Regions from separate parts of the Mus musculus genome. Here regions 1, 2, 3, 4 and 5 are each linked to region 6. A link is a contact called in public Hi-C, HiChIP or PLAC-seq and promoter capture Hi-C data. All regions are on one chromosome and are shown on one strand. Each heading gives the region's core, a stretch centred on a gene start, on an enhancer-like site or on the middle of the called end of the contact. The rest is flanking DNA. Distances are from core to core; before and after follow the strand shown.

Evidence for each region. Promoter capture Hi-C pulls out the DNA fragments that hold promoters and counts their contacts. Hi-C and Micro-C count contacts between places; a contact is called where the count stands out from the background. HiChIP or PLAC-seq counts read pairs in DNA pulled down with a chosen protein or histone mark.
Region 1: a contact with region 6 is called in an H3K27ac HiChIP or PLAC-seq map of extraembryonic endoderm stem cells, with 3 times the contacts expected there. The contact joins the enhancer-like site here to the promoter of Adipor1 in region 6. A contact is called at or near these places in 6 of 39 promoter capture datasets (the 3T3-L1 cell line, the C10 cell line, hippocampal neurons and 2 more), 5 of 484 Hi-C or Micro-C datasets (B cells, the G1E-ER4 cell line, LSK cells and 2 more) and 5 of 115 datasets of contacts at active chromatin or transcription factors (bone marrow-derived macrophages, effector CD8 T cells, embryonic stem cells and 2 more).
Region 2: an H3K27ac HiChIP or PLAC-seq map of extraembryonic endoderm stem cells shows a contact between it and region 6. The contact joins the enhancer-like site here to the promoter of Adipor1 in region 6. A contact is called at or near these places in 9 of 39 promoter capture datasets (the 3T3-L1 cell line, the C10 cell line, embryonic stem cells and 3 more), 8 of 115 datasets of contacts at active chromatin or transcription factors (bone marrow-derived macrophages, embryonic stem cells, epiblast stem cells and 4 more) and 2 of 9 other capture datasets (adipose tissue and pancreatic islet).
Region 3: a promoter capture Hi-C map of cranial neural crest shows a contact between it and region 6. The contact joins the enhancer-like site here to the promoter of Adipor1 in region 6. A contact is called at or near these places in 2 of 39 promoter capture datasets (3T3-L1-derived adipocytes and cranial neural crest) and 5 of 115 datasets of contacts at active chromatin or transcription factors (the SCID.adh cell line, bone marrow-derived macrophages, embryonic forebrain and 1 more).
Region 4: an H3K27ac HiChIP or PLAC-seq map of regulatory T cell precursor shows a contact between it and region 6, with 4 times the contacts expected there. The contact joins the enhancer-like site here to the promoter of Adipor1 in region 6. A contact is called at or near these places in 7 of 39 promoter capture datasets (the 3T3-L1 cell line, 3T3-L1-derived adipocytes, the C10 cell line and 4 more), 1 of 484 Hi-C or Micro-C datasets (cortical neurons), 6 of 115 datasets of contacts at active chromatin or transcription factors (the SCID.adh cell line, T-cell acute lymphoblastic leukemia, embryonic stem cells and 3 more) and 1 of 9 other capture datasets (embryonic stem cells).
Region 5: a contact with region 6 is called in a Hi-C map of cortical neurons, with 2.7 times the contacts expected there. The contact joins the enhancer-like site here to the promoter of Adipor1 in region 6. A contact is called at or near these places in 5 of 39 promoter capture datasets (3T3-L1-derived adipocytes, the C10 cell line, cranial neural crest and 2 more), 1 of 484 Hi-C or Micro-C datasets (cortical neurons), 7 of 115 datasets of contacts at active chromatin or transcription factors (the HPC-7 cell line, T-cell acute lymphoblastic leukemia, cardiomyocytes and 4 more) and 2 of 9 other capture datasets (adipose tissue and liver).

Annotation. Positions count from the first base shown.
Region 1 is chr1:134,054,194-134,057,162 of GRCm38.p6, reverse strand. No RefSeq gene overlaps it. Among named protein-coding and RNA genes, the nearest start is that of Gm19497, 5.3 kb to the left of the region's middle. Within about 2 kb of position 1,317, at least 23 of the 459 cell types and tissues checked have an H3K27ac peak or open chromatin away from gene starts, as enhancers often do. A contact at or near this core is called in the G1E-ER4 cell line and extraembryonic endoderm stem cells, where this site is marked.
Region 2 is chr1:134,097,939-134,100,789 of GRCm38.p6, reverse strand. No RefSeq gene overlaps it. Among named protein-coding and RNA genes, the nearest start is that of Gm32039, 4.2 kb to the right of the region's middle. Within about 2 kb of position 1,384, at least 401 of the 459 cell types and tissues checked have an H3K27ac peak or open chromatin away from gene starts, as enhancers often do. A contact at or near this core is called in adipose tissue, bone marrow-derived macrophages, embryonic stem cells and 8 more, where this site is marked.
Region 3 is chr1:134,822,934-134,825,905 of GRCm38.p6, reverse strand. The region is part of intron 18 of Ppp1r12b (protein phosphatase 1, regulatory subunit 12B); the gene reads left to right. Among named protein-coding and RNA genes, the nearest start is that of Gm32670, 50 kb to the right of the region's middle. Within about 2 kb of position 1,580, at least 28 of the 459 cell types and tissues checked have an H3K27ac peak or open chromatin away from gene starts, as enhancers often do.
Region 4 is chr1:134,864,145-134,867,133 of GRCm38.p6, reverse strand. It overlaps Ppp1r12b (protein phosphatase 1, regulatory subunit 12B), which reads left to right. Exons shown (of 24, transcript NM_001368827.1): 13 at 1,174-1,356. Among named protein-coding and RNA genes, the nearest start is that of Gm51265, 81 kb to the left of the region's middle. Within about 2 kb of position 1,448, at least 29 of the 459 cell types and tissues checked have an H3K27ac peak or open chromatin away from gene starts, as enhancers often do. A contact at or near this core is called in the SCID.adh cell line, T-cell acute lymphoblastic leukemia, cortical neurons and 1 more, where this site is marked.
Region 5 is chr1:134,144,953-134,147,660 of GRCm38.p6, reverse strand. Chit1 (chitinase 1 (chitotriosidase)) reads right to left here. Exons shown (of 12, transcript NM_001284525.1): 6 at 2,244-2,409; 7 at 1,946-2,070; 8 at 976-1,099. Among named protein-coding and RNA genes, the nearest start is that of Chit1, 35 kb to the right of the region's middle. Within about 2 kb of position 1,325, at least 6 of the 459 cell types and tissues checked have an H3K27ac peak or open chromatin away from gene starts, as enhancers often do. A contact at or near this core is called in cortical neurons and hippocampal neurons, where this site is marked.
Region 6 is chr1:134,414,107-134,416,806 of GRCm38.p6, reverse strand. It overlaps Adipor1 (adiponectin receptor 1), which reads right to left and starts at 1,429. Exons shown (of 8, transcript NM_028320.4): 1 at 1,222-1,429.

The DNA of each region.
Region 1 (2,969 bases), core at 68-2,567, 360 kb after region 6:
CAGGCACTGTTCCATTTATAGGAAGCAAATTTGAAATTATATTAAGTGTGTACTACACCTGAACGGTGGGCTCACGGGGCTTGTTACATTGATCTTGAGGCTTCAGTGTATGTTTTGGGGTAATTCACAATTGATGAAGAGAAAGATGTAGGTTCAGGGACATCACTCTCTGTGCACACCAACCCAAAGGGGGGCGGCATTCGGTTATAGAATGCCCACTTTATCGTTTTTTTTTTTCTTGTCAGCTAGCAGAAGGTAGCCTGGGTTTGTGGTGCTCAAACTGTAGGAACATACATATAAAATCCCCCACAAAGATCTTTCAGCCCTCCTTAGGAAAGTTCTTGTGGGATGGTATCATGGGCTGCATAAGACCTGACTCCGTGCCCACAGTCACCCAGACCATTAGAGCATGAGCTCATCGGAGACACTGTCTTTGCAAATGTAATTACCGAAAGCCTTGGATGAGAGCATCCTGAATCAGGGAGCTCCTTGAAGCTGTGCCCCGTGTCTTAGCAGAGATTACCAGAGGGACAAAGAGAAGATTCTAGATGGAGATGGAGACAGGAGAAGAGCTGCAAACCAAGCACTGCCAGGACCTGCTGGGAACCGGAAGAGGCAAAGGAGATGGATTCCAAGACCTCCAGAAAAAGCACAGCTCTGCAAGCACATTGTGTACTTCTGGCCTCCAGGATAAACAACAGAGTAGATAAATTCTAAACATTGCTAGACCACCTTATTTGTTGAGGCTTTGTCAGGCCAGCCGTGGGAGATGAACACTGATGAGTGTTTGAAATCAGCCTCAAAGCAGTGCACAGTTCCCACCAGAGGCAATCGTCTCTGCACTTCAAGGAGGCAGGAATTTGTAGGTGACAGCTCCCCACACCCATATGGATTCTCTACATCCTGGTGGTGTCTCTTACTCAGCCCTTTGGGTGGCACCTCGCAACCCCCATCCAGAGATTTCCTGGAAAAAAAATTATCTGCCATGTGTTTGGCTGCTCAGCATCTGAGCCTTTTCTTTATTATGGAGATGTCCCACCATGAGAGACAGAGACAGCTCCTACTCATTGATGTGAGATCGGCAGCAGCTGCTCCCTTGGCAATCCCTGATGCTGCTGGAGCACCGGTATGGGACTGGGTCTTGCCAGACTGATCTAGACCTCAGAGTTAGTGACGTGAGAAAGCAAAGGCTTCCTGGAACCTGTCCTGGTGAAGGTGGAAGGTAAAGGCAACAGTAGCCAGACTCCACACAGAAGCTGGGCACAGTTCTCAGCACAGCTGACCAATGCATGGGCCCAGACAGTTGGGGGCGGGACCATGATCTTCATGGACACGGTGACCTTGCGGCTGGGTTGCACAGGATCCACGTCCATGTTGTCAGAAGTCCTCTGCTCCTGAATTACTTTTATCATTAGGCAGGGAGCTGTGTGCCCTGAGCCCTGATATGCTCCGTTCTGCTTGGGGACTTGGGCTTTCTGGTTCTTGATATGCAACATCTTTAGTTCCACCTTCTGAGTACCCAGCTATTATGGCTCTTATCTGGCTCCCATCTCCTCCTAAAACTGCTGGCCAAGCCTGAAGCCCATGGCACTCCTCTGTTTTCTCAGCCTGTCTCTAGAATCTAATCTCATCAAGACCCAAGGCTCAACAGGACAGCTGGGAAGGAGAGGCGGGGTTGAGATAGACTACAAGTCCAAAGCTGTTGTTGATCCTCTGTGGACCTACGGAGATTCAACACTTGCCATTCAGTTTTCCTCCTTGCTCCAGTCAGGGACTCCGACCCATTTTCCAGTGTAATTGTGCCCTTTGTCCATGCCGTGTGCCCAGCAGCCCAGACTTAGGTGGAAACAGCTTGTTTGTCTTCCGCGTTCGCAATTCCTGTTGGGGCCCAGGGTGGCTGGGTGTGGTTGCTGGGCCCTTTGTCCTTCCGAGCCATTTGCCTGTAGTCTCCCTTCCTCTGCTCCCAGGGCCGTGCTACAGCAAAGCCTTGGCTCTGTCTGCAGAGTAGTCCTTCTTGCTCCTCTTGTGGGCTTTGTCCCCAGGGCATGAACTAGTTTTCAGGAGAGAAAGCTTGTGCGGCTGCATAATTGAGCAATGTATTGGCTCCGTGTGAACACGATTTGGGGGCTTGAGATACCTAGGGTCTCAACTGGTGGCTGAAGTCACATTTATTAGCTCCTATCTGGATGACTGAGGTGGAACCTTCTGGGAAAGTTTGAGGTCCACATGGGACCATTAGTTTCCTGATGACATTTCAGCTGTGGGTGGCATCAGCACCTGGGTGCATAGTAGAATGAGTGGCTTAGTCAGGAAATAAAGAACGCTCAGGCCACTCCTATTGCTTCCTTGGTCACACTGGTCCTCATCATACAGGAGGAGGAAGAAGAAGAGGAGGAGGAGAAGCAGGAGAAATAAAAAATAAGATTTTATCCATATACTTTACTTGGTACTTCTATCAAACTGCCTTGTGAGTTTTAGAATGAGCACTATCTTTTACATTGTTAAGACAAAAATGACTCTGAGTCCCTACCTGACTCCATAGCAAAGACCCTGAGAGCTCTCTGGCTCTTTCCCAGTTGAAGCGCAGCAGCTTCAAGGTTCTTACCTTACTCAGGGGCTGCTGTGTGCATCGCATCGCCAGTTTGTCAAGGGATTGAGCTGTGCCCACGGAGAGGAACAGTCCCTGCCTGGTGCTTTCTTCCAGCATCTCTCCTGTGCTCGGAGTCTCTGCTTTTCCTGAACCCCCCAGATAAGGTCTGTGCATTTGCATCAGAAGACAGAGCTTCACGTAGCTAATCAGACTTTAACACAGCCTTCATTTCTGTGCTACAACACAGAAACAACACAGAACAACTCAAGCAACAAACACAGAAGCACTCAAGGGTCCTCCCCTTGAACTGAAAATCCTGGATTTGAGTTTTGCTCTTTTGAGACTGGCTCTCATGTAGCCCAGGCTTGCCTTGAACTCC
Region 2 (2,851 bases), core at 135-2,634, 320 kb after region 6:
ACTCACAGAGGCCCCAGATAGGGTGGAACCTGGAGTTAGTCTACCTATAAGGTGCTATCTAGTATCTTCTATGTAAGAGGCTTGCGCCACTCTACACCCTCTGCCACGGGCCTGAGTGCTGAGCTACTCACTCACAGAATGTGTGGAGCCTAGGTGAGGCTCTCTCTTCATCCAGCAATGCCCCCCCCCCCAATTTAAAGTAGCCACGACTCTGCAGCTCTCTCTCACCAGGAGGTTTACCTGAGCTGCCCTGCCAAACCTCCTCTGCTCTAGATCCTAAGGACCCAGTGGTCAGCACCATCATGGTAGTATTTGGTGGCTAGCCAGGCCACTGTGTTGCTCATGAGCCGTTCACAGGTGTCCTTGCGTTCTCAGGAAGCCCACCTGTTTGCTGATGGAATAAAGCCTCGTCTTTAGTTTCCTAGGTCAGCGCCTAAGCCTGGACATTTCTCGATGAGTCTTTGTGACCTTTAGAGAAAACCCACGGGGCACAGCTGTCCGTGTTCAGGTCTGGGATCATGCTAGGGCCTAGAAGGGCTCGCGTGACAGGGTTCCTTTAAAGTTCCTTTACCCTGGATGGAGGATGAGAAACCATACAGCAACAGGCATTTGTAGCAGTTAATATTTATTGAGGTTTTACTCCATGCTGGTCCAAGCATTCCACATGAGTTAGCTCACTGAATATTCACGGGTCACTGGGGCAAGGACTACTATTATACATACCACATGCAGCCCACGGGCCTGCGCTGTGTGGGAGAGGTGGTGATGGAGCAGGTGTTGGGTGAACAGGCATGAGACAAGATGATGAGCAAAGGGGACAGAGTGGCCTAAGAGACCCAGGGATATTCAAGAAGAGCATGTGCCCACAGTCCTGACACCTCAGCGTCAGACTTTCCCGGGACTTAGGAATGTCTGTTGGGATTTTCCAGTCTCTAGTCCAACCTCCCCAAACACAACATAGCAAAAGGCCAGGTGTTAGGAATGGTCTGTCCAGTGTGCTGGCCAGTTTTGATCCATTCAGCCAGACTTCTCCACCGTCTGAATTGGAGTGAAAAAGCTTAAATCACCTGACCCATCACTTAGACTCGAGCTTCACGGGTGAACTGGGAGAGGCCCTCGGCCGTCTTTCATTTTAACCCTCATAAGAATGGCAGACAGCAGGGCAGGGTGATATCATTCTGACTTTCTTTCCTGCCGGTCTCCCCTTCCCAAGCCTCAGTCTCCCAGTTAGGAACTGCTCCTGCCAGCTTCCCTCCACAGGTCTCATCGGTGAGTGACAGTCAGTGGTCAGTGAGACACTTCGGCTGGAATGTTGATCTGTAAGCGGAGGAAACTGGTAGGACGGGAGAAAGTCCGGAGAAAGCCGCTAGAGAAACCTGAGCTGGAAGCCAATGAGCTGCCAGTATGGAGGCTGAGCCATTAGACGAGCAGCCAATGAGCTACCGGTATGGAGGCTGGGCCATTAGACAAGTTTTGTAAATAACATCCGGCTTGTGTTTAGAACCGTGATGTTCCATTCCCCAAATAGAACTTGACTCTCTGCGTAAGGCATTCCTCGGGGCCTTGGGGAGCTGCACTAGTCCCTCCCCTAGTTGCTCTGGAGTCAGGACCGGGAGCACAGAGCGGCCCAGCTCAGTCTGGCAGGTTAGTGTGGACTTGTAGTCATTCCATGCAACACTTTGATACTAGAGGCAAGCCAGATGGTGTCTCTTCTCCCAAATACAGGCAGATTTGGTTGCTGAGGGACACCAGAACAGGCTCAATGGACATCTATTTTTAAGTCCCTCCAGACTTCATCCATTACCTTGTGTCTTGGATTTCCCAGGAGGCCCCTGGCAGGGTGTGCACTGGGCACCTGGAATCGACTCCAAGGCAGAGCTGTTGACAGTGTGGTCAGACCCTGACCAAAGTGAGATAGGGCTTTCTGTCCCGTTTGCGTTGTTTCCTGGGCCACCCACACACTGTTTTTAACTCTAAGAACCCCTTCCTGCCCCGGGGAGCAGCAGGGTCACTCTGAGGAGTCTTCCATCTGTCTTCACCATCCCACACTACAGGTCCTTACACAGGAGTAATCTAAACGACTTGGAACTCCAGATAAGATCCTTGCTTCCATTAAACATTGACAAGACCCAGGCCTGGCAACTGAGAGTGCTTGTGTGCAGCGGAACTTCTGGGAGACCATGGCAGCTGGACTATTAAAAATGAATGGGCTCCGACGCCTCCCAGGTTCTGCCTCTCAATGTGGCAGTTCTCCAGTGGCTGGGAGGAGGAGCCAGGAGGGTTCAGAAAGGGCCAGCAGGACCTAGACCTCAAGCGACAGCAGTCTCGGGCATCTGCTCCCTTATATTCCGGCTGGAAAGTATACAGCCTCTCTGTCAGAAAGGAAAGCCTGACCTAGCCCTATAGCATGGCACTCTGAGCTGAAATTCAAAAGCTGCTTCTTGGGTACTCAAAAGGTTCATATAACCTGGTGTGTGGCAGCACTTGAAAGCTGAGGCAGGAGGATTGAGAGTTCAAGGCCAGTCTGGGCAGCATGGTCTGACTGCCTCAAGGAAGGAAGGACAGTGGGAGCAGCTTGTGGTGTTTGGAGCCTGCAGCCTCCGCGTTCAGGAAGCGGAGGTAGAAGTACTGCGCAAGGTTCAAACCCACAAGGAGTTACTGGGTTAAGTGTGAATTCCTGACCAGCCTAGGCTAGCCTGAGTCACAAATAAACAAACACAAACTTCAAAACCTGCCCTCCTCCCCCGAGATCTTGATTTTTATCAGTTGTTGGCCTGCGGGTCCTCTCTACTACTCTGTGGCCACTGCAGATTTCTCCAGTACCTGCCTAGTGTGTACTACTAGTTGTTTG
Region 3 (2,972 bases), core at 331-2,830, 410 kb before region 6:
TCAAAGTTAAAGGTCCAGGTGGGATTTCTAAACTTGGATGTCAGGAAACAAACAGATCATCTCTAAAACCATGGGATTGGATGAAGTTACCAGGAAAATAACTCCAGAGAAGGACAAAACCCTAGAGCACTCCAAAATTCAAAGCAAGAAGACTGACAGCTATTATGGGAGAATAGCCTTACCTCTGGACTTTAAGAATATGAGTGATTTTGCTCTTTTCCAAATTAAAAACAGCAGTACAATAAGTTGTTTTGGATTTGTTCTTGGCCACATTTTTTACTTGTATAATATTAACCATAAAATGTGCTTGTCCTTTTTTATCAAAGTGGCATGAGAGAGCTGAGTACCCCAGAGACTCCTGACACCCTTTGAGATACAGGCCATGTCCAGAGCACTGAGTCTGTTCTCAAGGAACCACAGGAGGCTGCAGACTAAGCCATGCACATTCTTGAGCTCACTCGCCTCTTAGTTCCCTTTGCGCTGTCTTATCTTCTCAGCTTTGTTATAGTTTTAACTAGCTCTTCCATTTCAGTTATGATGGGGTTTTTTTGAGAACCATTTATTTCTAGATGCTATTGAATTCTAAAGTTTGGTTTGGTTGATTTGAGCCGGATGACCCAAGGTCTGTCTCCAGAATCCACAGTGAAAGAAGAGAACCACTCTCAAAAAGCTGTCCTCTGACCCCATCCCTGCACTGTGGCACATAAAGACCCACGGCTTTTCTCTGTCACACACACAGACACTGGCTACATGGTTAAAAACAAATAAAAGTCACACAGAGGCCCAGAGATGAACTGAGGCAGAGATGGTGGCATTCTATTCCCAGCTCCCACTGTCCCACCGCCTGCCATTGTATGTGTGTGTCTGTTATTTACCATGTGTCTCAGACTGCGGTGACATGCAGTGGGGCAGAGAAGCGAGTCCAGACCCAGGAACTAAGTTCCCTGCATTTAAATCCCGGCTTAAACCCCCAACTATTTTGTATAAGATACTTCTCGTTGCTTCAGTGTCCTCATTTATAAACTAAAGCTAATTATAGTACACACTGCTCCGCTTACATAATAAAACTGAAGCTGCTACATGTAAGTTACTAGTGGTGATTCCTAAATTCCTAAGTCAGTCATAAACATGGCTTTTGGGACTTTTATCAACCTTTAAAATTGTGTATTTTAGTTATCTACTAATTTTTCCTTAGAGAAAAAAAATGTGAGACATAAAACCTAGTTAGATTCCTCTGTAACTCTAACAGGAATACCTTTTGTTGTTAGTTTAAGTCAGGGACTCACTCTAGAGCCCAAGCTGCCTCTTCCACACTCCTTCCTGAATACTAGGATTACAGACGTGCTACCATGCCTGGCTTTCTGAGATATTTCGAGGAAGGTTTTAGGAATTGCTGAGTTAGAGGGGGGAAAAATGTATAGAAAAGAACAGGACTGAATGTTTCAAAATTTCACTCAGAATCCCAAGAGCTTCCAAGCAAATCGTATCCTAAAATTTCTCTGTGGGTCAAGCCAACTTGCAGTGTTCAACTTTAAGTACCGTCCTGTCTTGCTTCTCTTCTGCAGATTTTGCGGCAACTCTGTTTAGGCAGGTCCTTTCTGGTTTTCTCCCCTCACCTCTCGGGATGAATTTGCACTATTTCTCTAATCTTTCACAGCCGCTCCTGGCTATTTGCTGGATCTTTCTCTCGAGCAGTGTCTTTTAATCTTTTACTTAATCCCGTGAAGCATCTCTGTCTGTTCGCTCTCCACCGATGGGCAGTGTCTTGGCCTTTCTCCTTTTAGGTAAAACCCTAGGTCTGCTTTGCTTTTTCTTCTCTATTGGGGCCTGATTGCCTAATATGGTAAGGTATTTCCCAGGCAAGACTGTACTGTTGCGCTGGAACAACAGCTTGCCTGAGTTTAAAGACACGGTAGGTAAGCTATCAGATAGACCTAGTTATTTATGTAGTAAAGCAATATTTTTATAGGACACCATATAACAACCACAACCTTTTTTTTTTCTTGGTGTGCTTTTTCTCTTGCGTTTAACAGAGTTAAAAGGATAATAAAATACAGATTTTCTCCATTCAGCTTCTTTATCTTTTAACAGATAAGGGAAAGAATAAATACATAAAAGCACCCAGAGTGGGTTTTGAGATGTCTGAGAAATTTGATAACATGATAATTAATGTTCATAAGATTTTTTTAACAATAGGGATAGCCGTAATAAGCAATAACTGTTCAGAGCAGTCCTCTGGGAGCCGGCCCCATGGGGTTGGCAGGCTGTTTGTAGGATAGCGAGCTCTCCTGTTTTTTTGCGGTTTGCAGCATGGCAGTTGAGAGCAGAGGATGGAGATGGTAAGCGGCAGCCAACCATCCCTGTCTGGGACATCGCTTGCCATGTGTTATGCCCTGAAGAATCTTCCCTAGTGGCCGCTGCCACCATGCCCTGGATGGACCTTTGCTCTCACTGTACACTGCGTGTGTTTTGCAACTGTAGTTTCTTAAAATACTGCAGACTCTATGCTTTTCTATATATGGATTGTGCCTTGCTCTAGTCCAGGCTGCAGAAACCATCTCAAGGACAAAGTTCCTTTTGGCATCTTCCTTTTATGAGCTCCGTTAATTTTAGGCCATGCTGTTGCCGAGGACTCTCAGTAATCAAAGCTCACAGGGGCTCCTTGGAAACCCTGTAGGTTTGGACTCGGTGTCATGTTACCTCAGGGAGTTACCCTCTAATCAGAAACCTTTTTAAAGATTTGATAAGCAGCCCTTCAAAGTAATATGGGCTTTCTTAAAATGTCTTATCTGAAGATTTTCCAACTATTAGCATAAGTTAACCAACCTCCTAGCCTTTTCTTTTTCTGGTCTATCTTCTTGCTGCCTCCAGTTGCCTACGAGACATTAGTTCGTGTTAGAACCTGTAACCTTACGTGGTTCTGGTGGGGGATCACTCATGAGCTTGAAATTCAGAGTAGAGATTTTTTGGTT
Region 4 (2,989 bases), core at 199-2,698, 450 kb before region 6:
TATGGCCACGCTTCTTGTTAATTAGTATTTCCTGCATACGAATAAATCTGAGAAACTATTTATCTCTACCTTTTTAGATGAGAAAATGAGTATAAAATATCACCTTATGCTGAGATATTAATTCCTTCTGGAGAAGTAGCTCATTTTTTAAAGATATAGTTTCTATCTTCAAAAGTGTTATATTTTTATGTTTCTTAATGCCATGTTTAGACTTTATGATTTGATTATTTCTTTTACACTAATTCTAATAATGTGATTCTTTGGAAGTGAGCTTATAGCTACTTGTAAACATTTCTGATAATAATTGTGAGTAGGTGAAAAACAGATTTTTAACATTCATGCTTTTCATTGCTTTTCCCATCTCTGCAAGTATCAATTTTGGATCTCTGTTACCCCAGCAACAAGCTGTGACATCACAAATGATAGCTTTTTGGGTGGAAAGCCAATGGTTGCTCCTGATTCTTTGTTAAGAAACAAAGATCTTCTTTTCACAGAAATGACTTTAATTACACAGCTTGCTGTTGCAGTCTGTAGTTAAGGTTGCATTTAGAATCCTGCTCGATTTCTGCTTCAGTCTCTTACTTAGGCAGCTATGACTGTAGAGAATTAGGCGCTTGGCTAAATGGAAGAAAGACTGCAGTTGCTGGACTAGGTGAGAGAGAGCCAAATAGACTGAGGTTGTAGAATACTTTTCAATTGGAGAATTCAAGAAGATGATCATCAAATCTAGGCTGAGGACTGCCACAAAGACTTCCCCTGCCACGAGCTGAGGGAGGTGGAGACTGATATCGTAAGTGATTCTGGTGTCTCTTTCACCTGCAGTGAGATCCTCTCTCTTTGTGCATGTGCGGAGGGAGGTCAGGTGGCAACGAGCCTTTAAGGCACTCGTTCATATGCAGTATCTTGCCTTGTGCCATAGCTGATTTTTGTTTGTTCGTTTTTTAATGTCATATAAAAAATATCCTATAACAAATAAGTCCTGGGCAGAAGATGTCAGACTAAATGTATAATCATACTGATGCAATATTTACGAGCTCAGAATTAACAAACCAACAAACAAAATCTTGAGCAAGAAGATTCTCATTAGACTAGTGCCTCCTTTCTCTGTGCCAGTGTCTGCTATACATCATGCCTGACCATTCTCTTTTTGCTCCTGTCTTTTCTTAATTCCAGGACTCCTTACAAGTCCCAGGCTGACTCAACAGCAGAGAAAACAGCAGACAGTGTCTCCTCCAGCACCCCACTGTGTGTGATCACCAACCGTCCTGCGCCAAGTACTGCCAATGGGGTTCCAGCTGCCACAGTGTTCTCCTCCGCTGGAACAGACCCCTCTGTGGAGGCCCGGGAGAAGAGGAGGTATGAGGTTGCTGGTGCGGTTGCAGGGCTCTGCTGTGAGAAGAGAGACAGACAAGCGGGTGGGAAGTGTCTGACTCAAGCTCAGATAGATCTTAATCTTACTGTCTTAGCCTGGGAGGATTTTGTGGTTGGTGGGGGTTAGCATTATGTTGTATGTATAGTCAGAGCCTTTTTTCCCCTACTTGCCTTATAGCTGACAGACATATTTTTGTCTTTTGTGATGGAGAGCTTGAAGCCCAGATAAAGATCCTTTGTTTTGTTCTGAGTTCTCTGTGATTACTTTGTGCAGCAAGGTAATACTGTAATAAAGTGCTCAAAGAAGCAGTGCTGGGTGCAAGAGAAGCAGTGCTGGGTGCAAGAGAAGCAGTGCTGGGTGCAAGAGAAGCAGTGCTGGGTGCAAGAGAAGCAGTGCTGGGTGCAAGAGAAGCAGTGCTGGGTGCAAGAGAAGCAGTGCTGGGTGCAAGAGAAGCAGTGCTGGGTGCAAGAGAAGCAGTGCTGGGTGCATAGATTTAATTCATGGGAGAATAGTCCCAGGGAAGGAAATGAGCATTTATGGTAATGTGGGATTGTGGCTCACTTGTCTGCAGTTGTTGAGACTTGCTGTGCACCCCAGACCAGCCAGCTTTGATCTCTTGGTTCTCTTGCGGTAGCCTGCTTGAGACTAGGAGTGCAGATGGCCGCTACCATGCTCTGTTACACTGCAGTGTTTTTAGAGCGAAATTCCTAGAAAGCAGATGTAGATCAACTTGAGATAGATTAGAAAAAGAGCAGAACTTTTCAGTTGTTAGGATTAAGAGATTGTGCAGTGTGATAAAAGGAAGAAACATTAAGCATTGTCTTAACCTTGAAGTTATAAAATCTAGTGTGCAGGCTATGGTAGAGGGTTTTTTTAAGACTTGGAAAAGAACAAATTTTCATCAAGGTTTTTCAGTATCCAAAAAGATATTTTTCTATCTTTCAGTGTGTATGTATATGTGAGACGCCAGGAAATGTAATCTAAGACTACAGTACCTAACTTTTTAGTATTTGTTTATTGTGAAGAGAACTCAAAGCACACATTTTGAGAAAGGGGGGGGGGAGAAGTTAAGTGTATTGAAAAACAGCATTTCCTGTTATTGTTCTTTCCATAAAATTTTTAAGGAAATCAATTATCTGGACTAATGGGGTTCTGAGTCAGTAGTTGTCCTCTTTTTAAAAAGACATGTTTATTCGTGTGTATGTGTGCATGCCTATGCATGCATGTTTGCTTGTGAATGTGTATACATGTGCCATGTGTGTTGCTAGTGCCCTTGGAGGCCAGAAAAAGGGGTCAGAGGCCCTGTAGCTGGAGTTGCAAGAACTCCTGATACAGGTTCTGGGACTCAAGTTCAGGTTCTCTGGAGGAGCAGCAGGTATTCTTAAGAGCTGAGCTATTTCCCTCACCCTCAGTTGCCCTCTTTTAATTGACTTTTAGCCCAGTAAATATTATGCATTCGTGAATATGTGATGTTTATACATTTACTCTAGTGCACAGAGAAGTACCATTCGTTTCATTCGAGAAACTAAAGAGCAGTCTTCCATTAGCTAAAGAAGAAATCACTCTAAAAGTGTTTCTTAGGGCAAGGGGTATGACTCAATCGGAAAGTGTTTTGTA
Region 5 (2,708 bases), core at 76-2,575, 270 kb after region 6:
CCCCAAATTTCTGAGAGAAAAACTAGGGTCCCTGAATGACACATCTTATGTATGTTTAGATAGGGGAGACTGGCCAGAAGCAGTTCTCAGACACACAATTGGCAAGTAGAAGACATGTGGTCAAAGGCAAAACCCTTCCTTTTCCAGCCCAGAGAATACCCGGCTGATGGGCTCAGCCCCAAACAGCAATCAGCTTTGTGTCTTTGTGTCCTCCACTGAACTGAGCTGTTTAGCTTCCTTCAAAACCCATTCTGTTTTCCAGATGAGGTACACAGTCAGGCCTGATGTGGCCCTCTAACCCACAGTATTAACTTTGTGAAAGTGCCAGAGAGATAAAAATGTCCTATTCCTGCCCTCTCAGATACAGGACACCAAAAGCAAAAGGCATTCCAAATTTAGGGAGTGCCATGGTGGCTGTCTTAAGAAAGAGAAATGAATCGTTTCTTTCTTAAGAATGATTCTTTCTTAAGAAAGAATCGTTATTCTTGACCTGTGACTATAGTCTGGGCATATATAAGCTATCCAGACTTCTCAGAGAGAAAGAGTTGGGCAGGAAATCCCAGCTCCAGTTTAAGACCAGTCTGCCCTTCCAGGGCCTGGTTGTTCCTCCTCAAGTGATGTCCCTTGCAGTGTTATCAACCTTGGGCAAGGATGGATGTGAAACATGTGGGGGTCATACTGGCTGTAGAGTCAAGTTCCAAGGAAGCTTCCACATCAGTCCCTTGTGTGTCTGATGTCATTAAAGTGACTTGCTCTGTTGTCAGCTAAGATCCTGCAGAGAAGTGACACCTTCCCCTCAGAAATGGCATGGGACAGAATAAAGCCAGCAAACAAGACAACAGGAAAAGCCTGGTCCTTGGTGTCGTCCTTGGTTTTCCTGGTTTTGTTTTCCATTAGGGAACTGGGGTTCAAACGAGGCCACTACCCAGGTCCTGCTGGACAGAAGACCCCCGCCTCATCCCACCAACCACTCACCACGTTTTGCTCAGCGGCTGCCCCACTTTCTCCTTGCCTTTTGTAGAGGGGGCTGTTATGCCCTGTGGTCTTTTCCAAGGAGCTGTGGAAGTCGTAGGCCATAAGGTTGATGAAATCCAAGCTCCTGCAGGAGACATGGGAAGGGGTGGGAACAAGAAGGAGAGATAAGGACATTCTCTATCCCTCACCCTCAGACCATTCCCATTCCCACTGTGGTGTTGGACATTGTCTTCGATGTCCTGCCCCCCACCGCCCACGTCAGCACCCTCAGGTGTTTTCTGTTCTGTGCGAGAGAGCTGGTTCGATTTTGCCATTTTGGAAGCAATCTAGCTCAGTGCTTCCAAAGCGTTAACATTTCATAAGTCCCCTGAGAATCTCACTAAAATGTAGGCGTTCACTCAGCAGGCTGCATTTCTAACAAGCTTTCACACACACACACACACACACACACACACACACACACACACACACTCACTCACACTCACAGCATCTCTCTCTATGTAGCTGGCCTGGAAATCAGTGAAGAGCAGGCTGGTTTCAGACTCACAGGGACTTGCCTGCCCTCACCTCCTGAATGCTGGGAATAAATGCATGCACCGGTGTACCATCTCTCAAGTGTCATAGGGGCTGCAGCTCCACACACCCCACCGAGGAGCTAGCATGTGACCTCCCATATTCTTGGAGATGCTTAAGGGTTGTGATCTCCCTCCTCCTGCCCCAAGTGTGTTCTTTCTTGAACCTTGTGAGTACCAGAGGAAGGGAAGAACAAAGACCACCTAACCATCCCCACACACCCACAGAAAGGATCTGAAATAGTGCAGTGTAGCCAACACAGAAAGCAGTGACTTCTCAGTTGCGTGATAACAACTGGAAGTCATGCCTTGCAAGCAGAGATCTGCTTTGTTTCTGGAATGCTCAACCACCCTGGGCTGCTCCAGCCTTGGAGAACATAGGGATTCATGAGACTCACTGGGCAATCTTGTCCACCTCGTAGCCAGCATCCACCAGGCCTCGATCACTCGGTACAGCTGCAGTCAGAAGGAGGCGTTCCTTCCCTGAGGACTGGGCTTCCTCCTGGAAGGCTTTGGCCAAGTCCTGTGGGAAGAACAGCATGAAGGTAGAGGCAGGAGCTAGCAGGACCCTCTATGCTATTACCCACTCCCTGATAGGTGTTCACATTCTGCAGTCTGAAGCTGCTGGCACTGGGGTAGGACCACCACCCTGAGTCACTCGGCAGACTGAATGACCCTAGTCCCTCCCAGCCATACCTGTATCAGGGCTGTGAATCTCTCTTTGTCTACTGTGGGGCTCCCACGTCCACCTGGGAACTCCCAGTCAAGGTCAAGGCCATCAAAACCTTGAGTGCGCAGGAAACTTAGGGCTGACTTCACAAAGGTCTGCCGGTTGCTGGCGGTGGCCACCATGTCTGTGAACCTGTGGAATGATGGAAGGGGTGTGGCCTGACTGGGGCTAGACAGGTCACTGTCTTGCTCAAGGGTGAATAGGAGAGTTCTCGGGGTCCCAATCACATGTTTAGACAAGAAAGGGTTCTAGGGTTCCTGGGGGCTGCTGGGGTACTTGCTGACAGGTTAAGGGCCTGGTTAAGAAAAGGAACAACAGAAGTGCTTTCTAACCCTAATGTCACTGTCACTGGGGCTGCTCCAATCCCCCTGCAGTCCCTGACTGTCTCGTTGTCAAAATTATCCCCACCCTCTCCTCCTCCCTGCACAGAT
Region 6 (2,700 bases), core at 180-2,679:
GTGAGGGGAGGGAGGCGCAGAGGCTATGAAATTAAGGCTGCTTCCTTAATTTATCTTTCACACGGGTAAAGCCACTCATTTACTTCTTTCTCAAAAATCTTGTCGTTTCTGGGCTACTGTGAACACCCCAGCGGAGATTACCCTGCGGGAGTAGGTGCAGTGTTTGAAGGCCCACACCAATGTCTAATACTTCACTAATAACACCAGCTTTTGAAGACTGACTTCTCAAAGACCTTTCACAAAAAATGGACACAAAAACTACTTCTGTAATAAAGAAATGCAGTGGCTGCAGGCCGGGAACCCTGACATTGCAATCCACTTAGCGCCATCCTATCTGACTGAGTTCCTGGCAGTGGACTGATGCTATAAACTCTCAGGAACTGCGACTGCACCATCACAGCCTGCCCTGCATTATCAAAAGGAAAAAAAAAAAAAGCAGTGAGCACATCCCAACATGGCTTTGGTTCTGCAAAGAACCACCTATTGCCATCTTCGTTTGATTTACCACACAACTTAACTGCTGGGTTTTCTGGTCTGTCTGCTAAAGACCCGAGGGAAATAATCAGATTATTATTATAGAAGATCCCATGGTCTCTTAGTGCTCCGCTGACATCTGAAACTATGTAAACTGAAATTTGTCCAGCTTCTTCAACTACGAACCGCCAGAAACTGACGGCGAGCCACTTTATTTTCTTAAAAGCAAGTGCGAGACTCAAATTCTCAAACAAACCAGCATCCATCAACCCTAGATTTCTGAGATGAAATCTGGCCCTTCCCAACACTTCGGCATCTTGTTTACATTCTAGTTGAGTAGTACCTTAGGCCTGTCGAGTCTCCATCAACTTCCCGACCGACCCTATCCAGGAGGGAGCCCCGTCACGTTTGACCTGCGGATCGCGGTGGTGGCCTTAGGGTTCCCGGCCACCCAGGGCCGGTGTTCCCGCACCCAACTCGCAGGCTCAACTCCGGGGGTCGCCAGCAGGGCTGGAACGCGGCCGTCTACCGCGCGGCTGCGGAGACAGCACTCGCGGACTGCCGGGCCCCGACGGCGGCGAGCAGCCCCCCGAACGGAGGCGGTGCGCGGTGGGAGGGGCCGGAAATGTTTACGGAGGACCTTTCGGAGGGCCGGGCGGTGAGCGACGATCCAGGGGCGGGCCACTCCCGTGCTGTCCCCTCCAGAGCCTGCAGGGCCCGCGCCCCGCCCACCCCCGGGACACTTACGGCCTGGCTGGCTGCCTCTGCTGGGGGCCGCGGGCCCGGGCGCTACATCCCGCGGCACTGGAGGCGGCCTGCGGCCGAGGGGCGCCCGATCCTCAGCGCCCTGCCCGCGCCGGAAGGGCCGCGCGACCGCACGGCGTCACCTCCGCAGCCGCGTCACCTTCCCGGCGCTACCTCACCCGCTCCGATCCAGGCATTCCTGCGCGTGCCAATCATCAGGGCGCGCTCAGGCTCGCCCCGCCCCGCCCCTGATCTGACCAATCGCTGGCTCTGGCTGTCCCAGCTTGGCCCTACACTGGCGGACTGCAAAAGCCTCTTCTCCCGGCCTACGACGGGCGCGTGTAGGGGAGTAGGGAGCTGGGAGTAGGGAGCTGGGAAGGCAATCTTAGTTTCCCACCCCACGGCCTCGCTTTTCAGCTCCGAAACACTTTTTTTTTCCTTCTCTTAGTACTGGGAATTGTACCTCTAGGCAAGCCACTATATCTCTAGTACAGAAACACTTTTTCCCCCCTTTTTCCAAGACACGGATTCTCCGTGTAGCCCTGGCTGTCCCGAATTCGCCCTGTAGATTCGCCTCCCTAGTGGCAGGATTAAACAACGCCAACCCACACTTTTATTTTTGTTTGAGAAAGGGTTTAATTGTGCAACCCAGGTGAGCCTTGTACTCGAGGCCATCCTATCTCAGCCTTTCAAATGCTAGGATTTCAAATGTGGGCTACCATACAGCTCCGAAACTATTTCTATATCCATTTTCCAAATCCCTCCCTCTCTTCTTCTGGTATGCTATGTATGGAACGACTACCATGAATCTATTCACTCAACTGATTTAACTTTTGGTTCCTGTTATTTATCAGAAAGGGAGAAGTTATTTCAAACAAGCCTAGCTTGACAATTTTCTGTGCCAGTCCATGTTCCCATGTGACCCAGAGGGCACATCTTAGAAGACAATATAGTGTGCTTCTCTGCCGGAACTGAACCACACAATATAGTATTTTGGGAGTGTTCATTTTCTTATACTCCAAAAAACGATGCACAGCTGTTACTGCTCTAAATGCAAGAAAAGGTGACCAAATGCTAGATGGATGCCCCAGGAGAGTGAAGTCAACTTTGTTCTGGTTAAAAGCATAGACTCTGGGTTCTTGTAGATCCAGTTTCCTTCCCAAGCCAGCCGATCTTTACACATTACTGAGTCCTTCCAAATCACTACTTAACCTTGAAAACGAAGGGAAATGATGCTACTTTCAGGTCTGTCAGGACTAAGGACATTTCAGGTGCTACTTTCAGGTCTGTCAGGACTAAGGCAGTGTCTGCATGATGCCTGGCAAATGGATAGAGTTTCATAACAACTAGCTATTGTTAATATATTACCTGGGGCTGGAGAGATGGCTCAGCAGTTAAGAACACCCACTGTTCTTCCAGAGGTCCAGAGTTCAATTCCCAGCCACCCACATGGTGGCTCATAACCATCTTAATTGGATCTAA